2 separate regions of the Mus musculus genome follow, and region 1 is linked to region 2. The links are chromatin contacts, called in public Micro-C maps. All regions are on one chromosome and are shown on one strand. Each heading gives the region's core, a stretch centred on a gene start, on an enhancer-like site or on the middle of the called end of the contact. The rest is flanking DNA. Distances are from core to core; before and after follow the strand shown.

Region 1 (6,154 bases), core at 2,252-4,751, 1.1 Mb before region 2:
TCTGGAAGCCTCATGGCAGATGCCTTTGTTGGCATACGGCGACTTAGATTTCCCTTCTTGTAAGCCAGTTTTCTGCTCAATCCTGTATTCGGGCCTCCCTTCATCACCCTCCTCCTTCTTGAAGTATCTTCTTTAAATGTTTATCTAGGGAAGAGTGGATAGTGGTAAAACTCTCTGAATTTTATCTGAAAACATGTATTTGTTCAAGTTGTGGTGCAGCGTACTTGTAATCCTAGCATTTGGAAGGTAGAGGTTCGGGGATCAGAAATTCAAGGCCAGGATAAGCTATATAGCAAGTTCAAGGCCAGACTGAGTTACATGAGATCTTATCTTTAAAAACAACACTCCCAAGTCCCCCAAACAAATACAGAATAATCAATCAAAAATGTTGAGTCAGTATACTAGCTTTCTTATTGCTCCGACATAAAATATCTCCATAGACAGCTTAAAGAAGGGGAGATAGGCTATGGCTCACTGTCTCTGAGGTGTCTGTTCAGGTTGCTTGGCACCAGGCTTTGGGCAGGACATCATGGAAGGAGCATTTGGTAGAGGTTGTTCTAACTTCTTGACAGACAGGAAGCACAGGGACAGGAAGGGCCAAGTGCAACTCCGCAGGATCTGTCCCCAGTCCCCATTTCTCTATCCCCAACTCCTACAGTTTTCAGAAAGATCCCAATAGTGCCAACACCTGGGCACTGGCACTTGGCTGGTAACCTTTGTAACTAAACATAGTCAGTGCTGTGGTACACACCTGGACCCTCATCACTGCAGAAGCTGAGGCAGAAGGGTAGTGGGTTAGAGGTCAGCTTGGGCTACCCGGCATGACCCTGTCACAAGAAAATAAAACCAAAAGAAATAGTTCTGTTGATTAATTATAGTTGTGTGTGTGTTTTTGGGTATCAGGGAGCCTTTAGATACACAACCCATTGTAGAATAATTAAATGAAGCCAATCAGCTTTTCAACCTCTTGGGTTTTCAATGAAGACACTTAAAATACTTTATCTTAGTAATAAAAAAAATACATTGTATAAACTATGGCTCTGGGCTGTGTAACAGATCTTAATGACTTATCCTTCTGTCTAAGGGAAATTGTGTCTCTTGGTGCCCAGCTCCTGGGCTTTATCACTCTTTCTCTGCTCTTCAAATGAGATCATGCACACATTCCCTCCTTAACATCCTAGCTAGCACTGTGGTATTTCAGCTTTTTTGGGAATCATCCTCCTAATTGATGTCACGTTTTACATTTCATTGTGGTCTGAATTAGCAATCATCCTCCTAATTGATGTCACGTTTTACATTTCATTGTGGTCTGAATTAGCATTTCCTTGGTAACCAATGATATTTAGTATTCTTCTGCAAACCTGTAACTACCTGTATGCCTTCTTTTGAGACATATTTAGTTAGATCCTTTGTTGATTTTGAGTCAGGCTGTTTGTTTTCTTGCTACTAAGTTGTTTTCTAGACTTTTGGTTATCTGAAATTTTGTTTTACTCCTAATTTTAGACAAAGGTGCATAAAATTCTGACTTAGGCATTTCTCTAGCACTGCAAAGATCCTATTTCACCCTCTTTGGTTTTGATTGCTCTGCCCCAAGATTCTTTAGAATTATCTTCTCTATTTTCTAGGTTTTCCTGTCTTTGGTGGGCTGCAATTTTGCTATGTTGTGCTTAGGTAAATCATCATTTGTTATTTTGCTTATTATACATCAGAATCTCTACCAACACTTATCTTTCACCAGTTCTGACTTATTTTAAGTAGACTGTCTCTAAACACCATCACTGGAATTTCAATTAGACTTTTCTTAGCTCTCTGCACACAATCTTTTGTGGTTCTAAACTTCTTATTTTGTGTTACATCATTGATCTCTTGTGGGCAGGAGTCCTACCACTGAATTATATCCTTAGCCTTTCCTGATGATTTCTTCAAATTTGTCTTCCAGCTCATAAATTCCCTCTTCATCTGTGTCTAATTTGCTGGCTAATTTAACTCTGTGCTAAGTTGTTTTTCTTTTTTAAACATCAACTTTATTAAGATACAATATATCACATACCACACAACTCATTCTTTATTGAATACATTTCAGTGACTTTTAGTGTATTAATAAAGTTGTGTATCCATCACCAGAATCTAATTTTAGGGCATTTCATTACTACAAAATGATTAGTCGTGTCCCAAGCCGGTCATTCCTTTCCCTCCCTGTACTTGGCTAATCTTTCTGTCTTTGTTGGATTCTTACACTTTGGGGCATTTCATGTAAATAAAAGGGTGTGACATGTAGGGTGTTTGTTGCTTCCCCCCCGCCCCCCCAGATTTCTTTTTCAGTGATCACCTCCTTTTCCTGGGAGTCCTTTTAAGGCCTGCATTGGTCTTTTTTCATGTGAGCGAAGTTTCTTTCTGTCAGGTAAACTTGCGGTTTGGCTTGGGGTTGTGTGTTTCTTCTTCTAGCATGTCTTAATAAGCACATTGGCTTTGTGTTCGAGGAGGTTTGTTAGTGTTGAGGGAAATCTAGTCAGGCCGCCTGCCTTTTCAAGCTGCGGCATGATGAACAGGGGTTCAAGGACCATTTACTCCCCTAAAAACACTTCTTACCTAGAAGCCTCACCAAGCCTCTGCTCTGCAAGAATCCATACTATAGCTCAGCCTGTCAACCTGAGTGCAGGCTCAGGCACAGCTGCTCTCACCCCAGTCTGATGGCAGGCTGGCTCTGGGCTCCACAATGGAGTGGAGTGCGGGACTTCTTTTGCAGAGAATTGTGTATGAACTAATTCTTATCCTCGGCACTCTCTTCATCTAGATCCCTTCTTCAAAGTGTCTAGTCCCTCTATTCCTCAGCACTTGTGAACTACTCAAGTGCTCACGCTGTTTGATCACCTGGTGACTTGTGTGACCCTGGGCAGGAGGAGGCTCTATTGCTAAGTGTTCTCCTTACCTGTAACTCAACACCGAGACACCAAGGCAACATGCATCTATAATGTGCTGTTTAGATCAAAGAGAACAGACTATACGCTCAGACTGACAGCAGAGGTTGTCACATCTAGCAAGGACTTGGTATTAGTGACAGTCATTTGTCTGGTATGAGGTTCTGTGGTGGGGGTGGGGCGGGCGGGCAGAATCCAAGGTGTGCTAGCTGCTTTTTCCAGGGCCTAGGGTTTTGAACACGGAACACCTTTCCTCCTGTGTGACAAGGGAGCGAAGGGAGCTGTGGCTTACCCTGAGCCCAAGAGAGCTGGAAGGGCAGGGGGGGAGCAGGAGCCCAAGGTGTGAACCTGGTGTGATCCTTACACAGGGGCCAGGATTGTCATCTCTGTGTGTGGGTGTGGTTGGTAACAAAAGTCCCTAGGGCTGAGTTGCCGGTGGGCGTCGTCATGGGCACTCTTAGGAGTAGAATTGGCTGGAACTATCGGATGCGAGGTGGATGCTGGGGAGGGAGGAGCCCCAAGGCTGGGCGTCTGAACCCCACAGCCCTACCTCTCCGCTTCCCTCTTTCGCTGCGTCTTTGTGCATTTTGCTTCCTTTAGCAGCCAAAGCTCTTCCGAGAATCTGCAAGGGACCTCGGCCAAGCAGAGTGGGAGGATCCTCCCACGCCGGGTAGGGAGGTGGAAAAGGGTGGGGGGCTGCTGCGGCGGGAGCAGGAGCGGGAGACCTAGAAGGGGCGTTGCGCGCGGACGAAAGGCGCCGAGGCCGGGTAGGGCGACCTGCTGAGTGGCCTCCAGCCCTGGGCGCCCCCCACCCCGCGCGTCTCCCAGCTGTGCGAGGCCCCCGCCCCGGTTCCGCCCCGCCCCTCGCGCGGGGTCCGCGTCTGCGGCTGCGTTCCCCGAAAGACGAAGCTGCGCCCCGGTTCCGGTCCGCAGGGAGACCGAAGGGCATCGCTCCCCGCGCCGTGCCCGCCGCTGAGCCCGGAGTGCGGACACCCCAGGGATGTGAGTGCGCCCCCCACCCCGAGGCCCGCACTCCACGCCCCGATTCGCGGTGAGCGCCGAGGCGCGCGCGCGGGGACCAGGGGAGGGGACTCGGCGCGGGGTTCCCGGCCCCCCAGCCCAGGGGTGGGGACGAGGACGGGGACGCGGCGCGCAACCCTCCCCCGCCGGCAGGTAAGGTGCGCTCCCTCCTCCCGCTTTTCCTGTCCGGACGCACCTACAGCTCCTTGGGGAGAGAAGACAATCTCCCCACGCAGGTGCAGGGCGAAGGCTGCGGGGACCTCGGGTGGCCACCTCACCGGAGAGGGCAGACCTCTTTTCCCTGGAGGGGAGGCTGTGATGGTGGATGCTCCCGGTGATGGGTTGGGGGTGGGGCATTGCGAGCTCCTGGACCTCCCCCCCCCCCCCCGCGCGCTTTTGATTCCTGGGGGATGGTTACATCTTCAGGCCAGAAAAGGGAAGGGTGTTTAGGGTTGGGTCCTCTGACCGAGGCTATTCCCCTCCAGGCCTGCGCCCCAGAGGACCCCCGCCTGCAGCCCCCGCGCCTCTTTCAGGCCCTATCGGAGCATGCTGCCTGCAGCCATGAAGAGCCTCGGTCTGGCGCTGCTGGCCTTGCTTCTCTGCCCCTCGCCGGGTGAGTCGGGGGCCCGCGGGGAGGGGTCATATCACGGGAAGCACCACTCTTAGATCTCAGCTCCAGCCACCGGGGGCTCTCCCCACACTCGAGGGCATCCAGCGCCTTTCCACCTTTCTTCTAGTACTGCGCAGATGTCCCTCATTCTCAGAGGTTCAGCGAGCTTCCTATTAAGTCGGGTGGACCTTTCCTGTCTTGGAACCTACCTATCTTTGGGGGTGCTGTGTGTAGGAGTAAGAGGATGCGGGAGGCAGGATGTGTAGGCACAGCACAGGGTCAACCTGGAGGCCCACTCTGGGTCTTGTGGGAGTGAACTCTTCTGTGAGCATGGTTCTGCCGTGATAGCTGCAGCAGGTTGGGGAAGAGGGGGTGTAGGGTCTGGCTGTCCAGACTCGGGTTCCCCTGGTTATCCCTCTCTCATGCCCTGCCTAGCCCATGGCCTGTGGTGCCAGGACTGCACCCTGGCCAATTCCAGCCATTGCGCTCCGAAGCAGTGCCAGCCCACCGATACCGTTTGTGCCAGCGTGCGGATCACCGACCCCAGCAGCAGTAAGCCTGGACCGGGTGAGGGGGCGGGGCTACTGAAAGCTAGATCTAGGGAGAGATCAGAGGTGTCCTCTGAGTTCCTCTTCCCTGGGACAAGATCATGACTTTGAGGCAAGACAACACTGGCTTGTTCCTCCCTGGTTCCACGTCTTAAACTGATCTGGAGGGTCCTGGGTTCTAGGGAAGGGACAGAGCTCAGATGGAAGTGGACCTTAGCCCCCATGCCTTCCTTCTTTCCCCCCAGGCAGGAAGGATCATTCTGTGAACAAGATGTGTGCTTCCTCCTGCGACTTCGTTAAGCGGCACTTTTTCTCAGACTATCTGATGGGGTTCATTAACTCTGGGATCTTAAAAGTCGACGTGGACTGCTGCGAGAAAGATTTGTGCAACGGGGCATCGGTCGCAGGACGCAGCCCCTGGGCCCTGGCTGGGGGGCTCCTGCTCAGCCTGGGGCCTGCTCTTCTCTGGGCTGGGCCCTAAGACCCCTCCCTCCCTCCTGCTGGGCTTTGGAGCTTGTCCCCTAAGCCTGTTGCTGCCCCTCCCCAGCCTGGCCTGGCTGGGGCTGGGACAGCAAGGGTTTGGCATCAAGGTCTGAGGCTCTCAACCTCCCTAGATGTGAGTGAGCCTTCTCCGTTTCTCCACCAGCTCCATATCCCAAGCAGCTGAATATCTCCAGGAGTCCAGACATCCTGGCAGGAAGCTGGGGTAGGGGGGAGGGGGAGGGCAAGGGACTGAGACCCTCCAGGTCTCCAAGGGGAGGGAGGTCAAGCCAGGGACAGCCCAACAGCCTGGCCTGAGGGGCATTAACTACAGAGAAATAAAGTCACTTCTGAGTCTTGTGCCCGGGTCTGAGCCTGGGTGTTGGAGGTGGGGCATGGTCTTGGTAGGGAGTAAGTGCCAAACTAGGCACCGAGACCGGACAGATAGGGGATGGTGGGAGTGTATGCTAAGACACTTGGGGATGCTCTGAGGAGGGTTGCTTAGGGCTGGGAGCTTGGGAGGGGACAGTTAAGGAAGGTGGGGTGAGAGCTGAGATGGACAGGGTGGCAATGCGGGG
Region 2 (6,244 bases), core at 1,574-4,073:
CCCGCCGGTTTCCAGTCCCCCGATTGAGGCGCAACAAGTCTGAAGGCAGTGCCGAACAGCTGCGATCAAGGGGAGAGGGAGGGCGTAGGGCCCCGTGCCGGGCGCTAGGCGCTCGGGGATCTCCGAACTCGCGCCGTGTCCACCTCTCGGGACCCGGAGCCCGCAGGCAGGCTTGCGGGACTGACTCGGCGGGCAACCTACACCCCCTTCCAAGGCCCCAAATTTGCGCGCGCGGGGACGCGCCCAGGAGCCCCTGCCCCCTCCTTCGCTTGCTTGACCTTGCTTGGGTACTCAAAGCCAGACCCTACGGCACCCCGGCGGCGTCCGAGAGCAGAGTTTTGAGGCCACCCGCGGTTGAGAAAGGAGCAGCTACCTCCTCGACCTCCCTTGCTGCTGCGGCTGCTGCAAGGGTCTCAGAGAAATGGAAGACTCGAAGGTTCTGGGAGATGTTACATTCGCTTTCTCCGATCCCAAATACGGGATACCGCCTATCAGATAAAGAAAAAGGACCCCAGCCTCTCTCCCCACGCCTCTGCCTGCTGTTTCTGTCCCTGCAGTAGCTCCCACCAGGGGCGTGTTTATGGCTCCAGAGCACAGAGGGTCTCCTTGGGCCCCCAGGGTGCAGACGCGCAGACCTCCCAACCCCCTCCTCAACACGTATGCCGAGCGGCTCCTCTGGGGCGGGAGTGCGCGCCCCGTGCCCACCCACGCGTCTTCATGCCTTTCAACTCCCTCCGAGTTGCCGCTAAGGAATCTGCGCCCCAGACCCAGGGGAGAGGAACGTACTGGGGACTTCAGGGAGGGAAGGGGCGCGGAAGGAGTGGACTAGGGCTGGGCTAGTCTTAGCCCAGTCCGCGCGCTCCGAGAGAAACTTGGAAGCCCAAAATAAAAGTGGAAAGGGCAAGGGTGCCCAACAGGCCCGAGAGGGTGCCAGGCTGGTGCAGCCCTCTGGGCTGCCTGGGAGTGACCAAGCAGGAGCCACCGCGGCCAGGCGGAGGGACCCAAGCACAGAGCCGCAGCCTCCGACCAACCCTCAAGCCACCTAGCTTCGCTGCGATTCTCCATTCAGCTGCCCACCTCCCCGGGGGCAGGGATAATTTCTGTTCTGCTTAGGCTGCACAGAGGACCAGAGCAAAGGGCTCCGGGCCGGATCCCGAGCCCTCAGAATTTCAGGAGGGGGCGGGGGCCATGCTCATTCCTAGAGGCAACGGCACGCAGCTCCGAAAGAGCGCAGCGGCAGCGGAGGCTGGTGGCCTCTGCCCACTGGAGAAACGCAACCGGGAGTGCTCGGTGCCCAGCTCCGCTGCTTCGGTCGGAGAGGGCAGCGGGCCGACCCAAAGTTCAGGGCAGCCTATCTGCGCCGCCTGTCCAACCGAACAGGAAAGAACACCGGGAAGGAATGAGCTAGGGCGTATGCGCGTGTCAGTTGTGATGGTGGGGGCGCGAGGACAGCCCTTTTTTCCGAATTTGGAGATAAGCCTCCGGGGGTCTCCTCTGCCATTGTCGGGTCTGTAGGTGAGAGCTGTGACGGGAAGTCTGGGGGCTTTTCTGCCCGCCTCCAGCTCTGTGCTGGGGGTGGGGATGAGATGCAGCCGGGCCCTATAATATATGTAACGGGCTCTGGGTAAGATCAGGGAATGGGGGACACACCGGGTTGTCTCTCGCGAGCCTCCTTGGGCCAGCATAGGGAGCCAGGTGGGGCTCCCTCAGACCCCTGCTAGCATCTCTGTGTCGGAACACCACGGGAACGCCTTCCCCAGCGCGCCCTGGGTCTGTGGGGGTAATAGAGCAGGGGGTGCTTCTCTGACTGAGCCTGCCAGGTTGGCCCGGCTCTGCCTGGTAAGGATGAGGGGGAGGTGAGGAGCACCAAGAAGCCTCTCCCACGTCCAGGGCGCCCCCTCCTCAGCCCGCCCAATGCGGGATCGCAGGGACCTGCCAGATTCCATTGCCGCCGCTAGAAGAGGAAGGGGGCTGGGGAAATGGGGCTTGGGGGGGGGCTTTCAAACTCCCGAGCTCCAAGCCTAATCCTGAGAGCTGCGAAGCTCCAAACGGCGAAGTTAGGAAGTCCGGGAGGCCATCCCTCCTCCGACCCCCTCCCAGAGCGAGACGCCCCCTTTCGCCGCGCCCCCACCCCCTTCGGAGCCGTTCTTACCTTCCCCAGCAGCAGAGGCCCCACGGGCGAGCAAGGACTTGATCCAGCGACTTGCAAAGCCCCCGGAGCGCACCGCGTCGCCAGCGGCCGAGCCGCGCGCCCGATCCGAGCTGGGGCTACTGTCGCTGCCGCCCCCGACTCGCTTTGGGCCCCGCCGAGACGTTCCCAAGAGCGCACCCGCGGGCGCTCTCAGGCTCCTCCCCACCCCCTGCCTGGCGGAGCCCCCCGGGCGCCAGAAGGGTCCGGATGCCCTGGCTGCGGGCTGTGCTGGGCGCGCGGGCCCGGAGGCTGGCCAGGACGCGGCGCGGACGCCTGTGCCGCCGGCTCGCCCGCTCAGCTCGCTCTGCCGGGGCCGCCGCCAACGCCGCGCCCGCCGCCGCCGCCGCCACCACCGCCTGCGCCCGCCGCTCCCTCTCCGGCCGCGCCGCCGCTCCGGTCCTCTCGCCTGCCCGGCTCTTCTCGCCTTTTTTCCCTTCCTGGGGGCGGGGGGGGGGGAGCGGAGCGGAGCCGGGGGCGGGGCGGCGCGGGCAGAAGGAGGAGGAGGCCGAGGACGCGGAGAAGGAGGAGGAGAGAGGCAAGCTGCTCCCCCGCCCGGCTGCCGGCGCTCCCCAATCTCTCGCTCTCTGAAACTGGATCCCGAATCGGGAGCCAGAGACTGCATTACGGATTACATCAGGCTTTATAGAGCTTCCAGATCACACATTAGAGGGGGAGCGCGAGCGGGGGGCGGGTTGGGAGGAGGGGAGCGGGATCACGGAGAAGGAGTGCGACGCTCAGGCGAGCGCACCTAAGACAGCCGACTCCTGCCCCACGCAGCAGGAAAGCCAAGAGTTGGGACTGTGCTCTCCTCCAGGAGCAGGGGAGTGGCTGCATCTGGGTGACAAGTGGTGGACCAACAAACGGATGGTTGGAGAAGAGGAGTTAAGGGCTGTGCACAGACCAATAGGTGTGTGGGTGGTGGAGGCAGGTGAATGTAGGTAGAGGCTGTCGGGAGGGTTGATGGATGGACAGGTAGCCATCAGGGTCAGGGTCGGTGGAATTGCGGAGGCGGGTGAGGGTGAGCAGGACTGGAAGAAAGTGGATTTGGTGGGTGGCACCATGGGGAGGGCTACATAGATGGGTGGGCCACGCAGATGGAAGGATGATGCATGCATAGGTGGATGAGTGGGTGGGTGGGTTGGATGAGTGATGGGTAAAGAGATGGAGTCAGAGGCAGGGACTGGGGCCCTTCCAGGGAGAGCAGGGGTGGGGCACTGAACCACTTCATTTGGGCCTGACCGGTCTAGACTTTCTGTCCTGTGATGCTGAGAGGAGGGGAGCCCGCCAGGGACAGAGTCAAAGGGGGGTGGGTTTTAAAGTGTCCCTGCCTGCCAGTTTCCATCCATGGGTGGAGAGAGACCTCAGTTGCTTTGTCTTCCATCATAAGATCCCTGGTTCCTCCTCTGTTAGGGACCCAAAGGGGTGCCTCTCTCTATAAGGTATGTTCACCCATACATCCCAGGACAACAATGGATGTGACCCAACACATATGTAGGCCACAATGCCATGTTTCAATGTCAAAAGATTTGACACTCTAGGTCTAGGCTGACAACAAGAGTCCTGGAAACCCTGGCCTCAGAAAAGTTGCCTTGTGTTCTTTTCCACCAAGATGCTTCTGCATCAGACCCCTTGCTCCTGTTTCACAATTTGTGATTTGCCCTGAACTCAAAACCTTTTGTACAGGGCCCACTACTTTGCACACTTTAGCAGACCAGTGGCAGTACCATTGCTACCCAAGGACACATGGGGTCCGGATGTTTGCATCTCTCTTCGGAGGCCACTGTCAACAACAATACAAACTCACAGCCACTGTCAGCACTCTCCCTGCCAGGTGTCAGGACCCACACTGCTGTCCTGTAACTCCCACTAAAACATCTTATCAGTTCCATCAACATCACAGTCAACCTACACCTCTCTCTCTCTCTCTCTCTCTCTCTGTGTGTGTGTGTGTGTGTGTGTGTGTGTGTGTGTGTGTGTTGGGAAGCACCTCAAGCCAATTAGATACCCAGGCACTGAACGTGGTACTCTGCATACCAGTTACTCCTGCAAGGCCTCACCTTGCAAGGGTGTCCTGAGGGACCGAGAGCAGGACCACACTAAAGCCCAGACCATCCTATTCGTCAGTACCCTGTTCACTTAGGCTTCTTGAGAAATGCCATTCTTCCCAAGGTATTTGAAATCCCAGAAAGGAGGCGGCATACCTCCCAGGAGACCTCTCACGACCCTCATCTGCTCCTGCTGGGCCTCTGAATCTTCCAGCCCCTGGAGTTTAGTTAGCCCTGCTTTGGCCTTTTTTAGCTGCAGTAACAGCCTGTGGTCACCAGGGGGCCTCTGATATCAGGCCAAGAGACAGCTGAGCAGCAGCGAGGCTGAGTCAGGATCCAAGCACTTTCCACACTTGTTTCTTGCTGATAAGAGAAGACAGCAGAAATCCCTGGCAGGGATCTGGGGATCTGACCTGGAGGCTCTTGGGGCAAGGCTGAGACCTGCTTGGCCTGGGATATCAGGGCAAAAAGGGGATATCCTTCTGAGGATAAGGGGCTAACCGTTCCTCTCCCTGTGTGGGAACTCATTCTTGCCCCTCTGACTGCTGCTCTCTGCAATTTTCCCTCACCCAAGTTTCTGATTCAGAGTCCAGACGGTGCAAGGTAAGACCTCAATGGGATCCCCTTCTATCTTTGCAGACGAGAGCAATGTCAGAGGCAGGGAATGCCACCCTGAAGCAGCCACATGCCAAGTCAACCACAGCCTCAGTTGTCCTGGTCCCCCTGTGAGCCCCCTCCACCAGACACAAGTAACTTGAAACAATTCCTCCAGCCAAATTGTTTCAGGATCCTACAACTTTAAGCCAGGGTGTTTGCCACCAATAGCTGTAGTTTACAGCCAGTAGCTTTTCTCCCAATACCCACACTAGCCTAGATCCACCAGGCACCATTCTATACCCAAATCTGTTTCCTTTCAAGTATACGGTCCTTGCTGAGAAGCCTTGAGTGATCTACTGAGCAAGCCCCAAGTGGCTGGATCCCAACCACGAGTCTCATAAAACCAGAGAGAATGAGACTCTTAGCTTGGTGCCTTCTTAGCGTCAGAAAACAGAATATGGCCACAGTTAAACTCAGCCATGACATTGAACTCACCAACCAGAAACTCTACTCCAACCTAAACTCTGACGCTAGTCGGCCTGAGCCATGATTCTATAATGATCTCATTATGCACTGGAGCAATAATAACACCTCCAGTAAGCTTTGCAGTTAGGGCAGAGTGCTTCCATTCTAAAACTCAGCAGATGCAAGGCCCTCCCCTCCGCCAGCTCCGCCCCGCCCTCCACCAATACCCTAACTCTCACCTAGCTCCCCTCTAATACCACTGCACTGTGAAAATGCCAAGATGGAATGTTGGAGGAACTGATGCTAAGAGCAGGTTTGCCTTAGCTCCCTCGTCAACGAGGCTCTGAATTCTGAGACTCTCCTAGGAAGCCTCATTGGCCTCCTTATGTGGCCCCCGGTGTTTCACAGATACCTCTGCCTCAGCCCAGCCATCAGCCAAGCCATATTTTGCAACCTCCTTGGTCTCGCTGCTCAAGGGACTCTGTTCATGCCTGGGTCCAGAGAAAGATGGTGATAGACCTTCCAGGTTCTATGCCTTGAGGCCATCCAGGGCTAATGGCAGCCAAGACAATCAAGGGGTTCCAGGAGCATTTGCCCAACCACTCTGTTTTTGTGATGCACCTCAGAATTCCTTCATCATCTCTGGTACCACCAATCTACCGCACAGACAGACTGGGGCCTCAAGGGTACTTTGTGGATACCATCCCTACTCAGGGCAAGCAGTTCCCTAGAGGTGATCACCTCACAACCACCATCCCAGGGCTCTGGGCCAGATGTGTGGAGAAAGGAGTCTGGCCTTTGTAGCCCTCTTTCCCATGTCCCCCTTTCCCCCAAATTTCCCTCCTTAGATCCCAAGGTGACGAAGGGCAGAGAAGGCTTGGCCTTTGGGTCCCAGCATCAAGGGAAGCATCTTAAACAGTCCTACTGTGATGGTGGCAGAGCCTGG

The links. Hi-C and Micro-C count contacts between places; a contact is called where the count stands out from the background.
Region 1: a contact with region 2 is called in a Micro-C map of embryonic stem cells, with 6 times the contacts expected there. The contact joins the promoter of Ly6h here to the promoter of Adgrb1 in region 2. A contact is called at or near these places in 1 of 484 Hi-C or Micro-C datasets (embryonic stem cells) and 1 of 115 datasets of contacts at active chromatin or transcription factors (embryonic stem cells).

The regions. Positions count from the first base shown.
Region 1 is chr15:75,564,529-75,570,682 of GRCm38.p6, reverse strand. It overlaps Ly6h (lymphocyte antigen 6 complex, locus H), which reads left to right and starts at 3,501. Exons shown (of 4, transcript NM_011837.3): 1 at 3,501-3,920; 2 at 4,424-4,551; 3 at 4,984-5,100; 4 at 5,342-5,938. The coding sequence starts at 3,919. The coding sequence ends at 5,577.
Region 2 is chr15:74,512,775-74,519,018 of GRCm38.p6, reverse strand. Adgrb1 (adhesion G protein-coupled receptor B1) reads right to left here and starts at 2,823. Exons shown (of 31, transcript NM_174991.3): 1 at 2,153-2,823.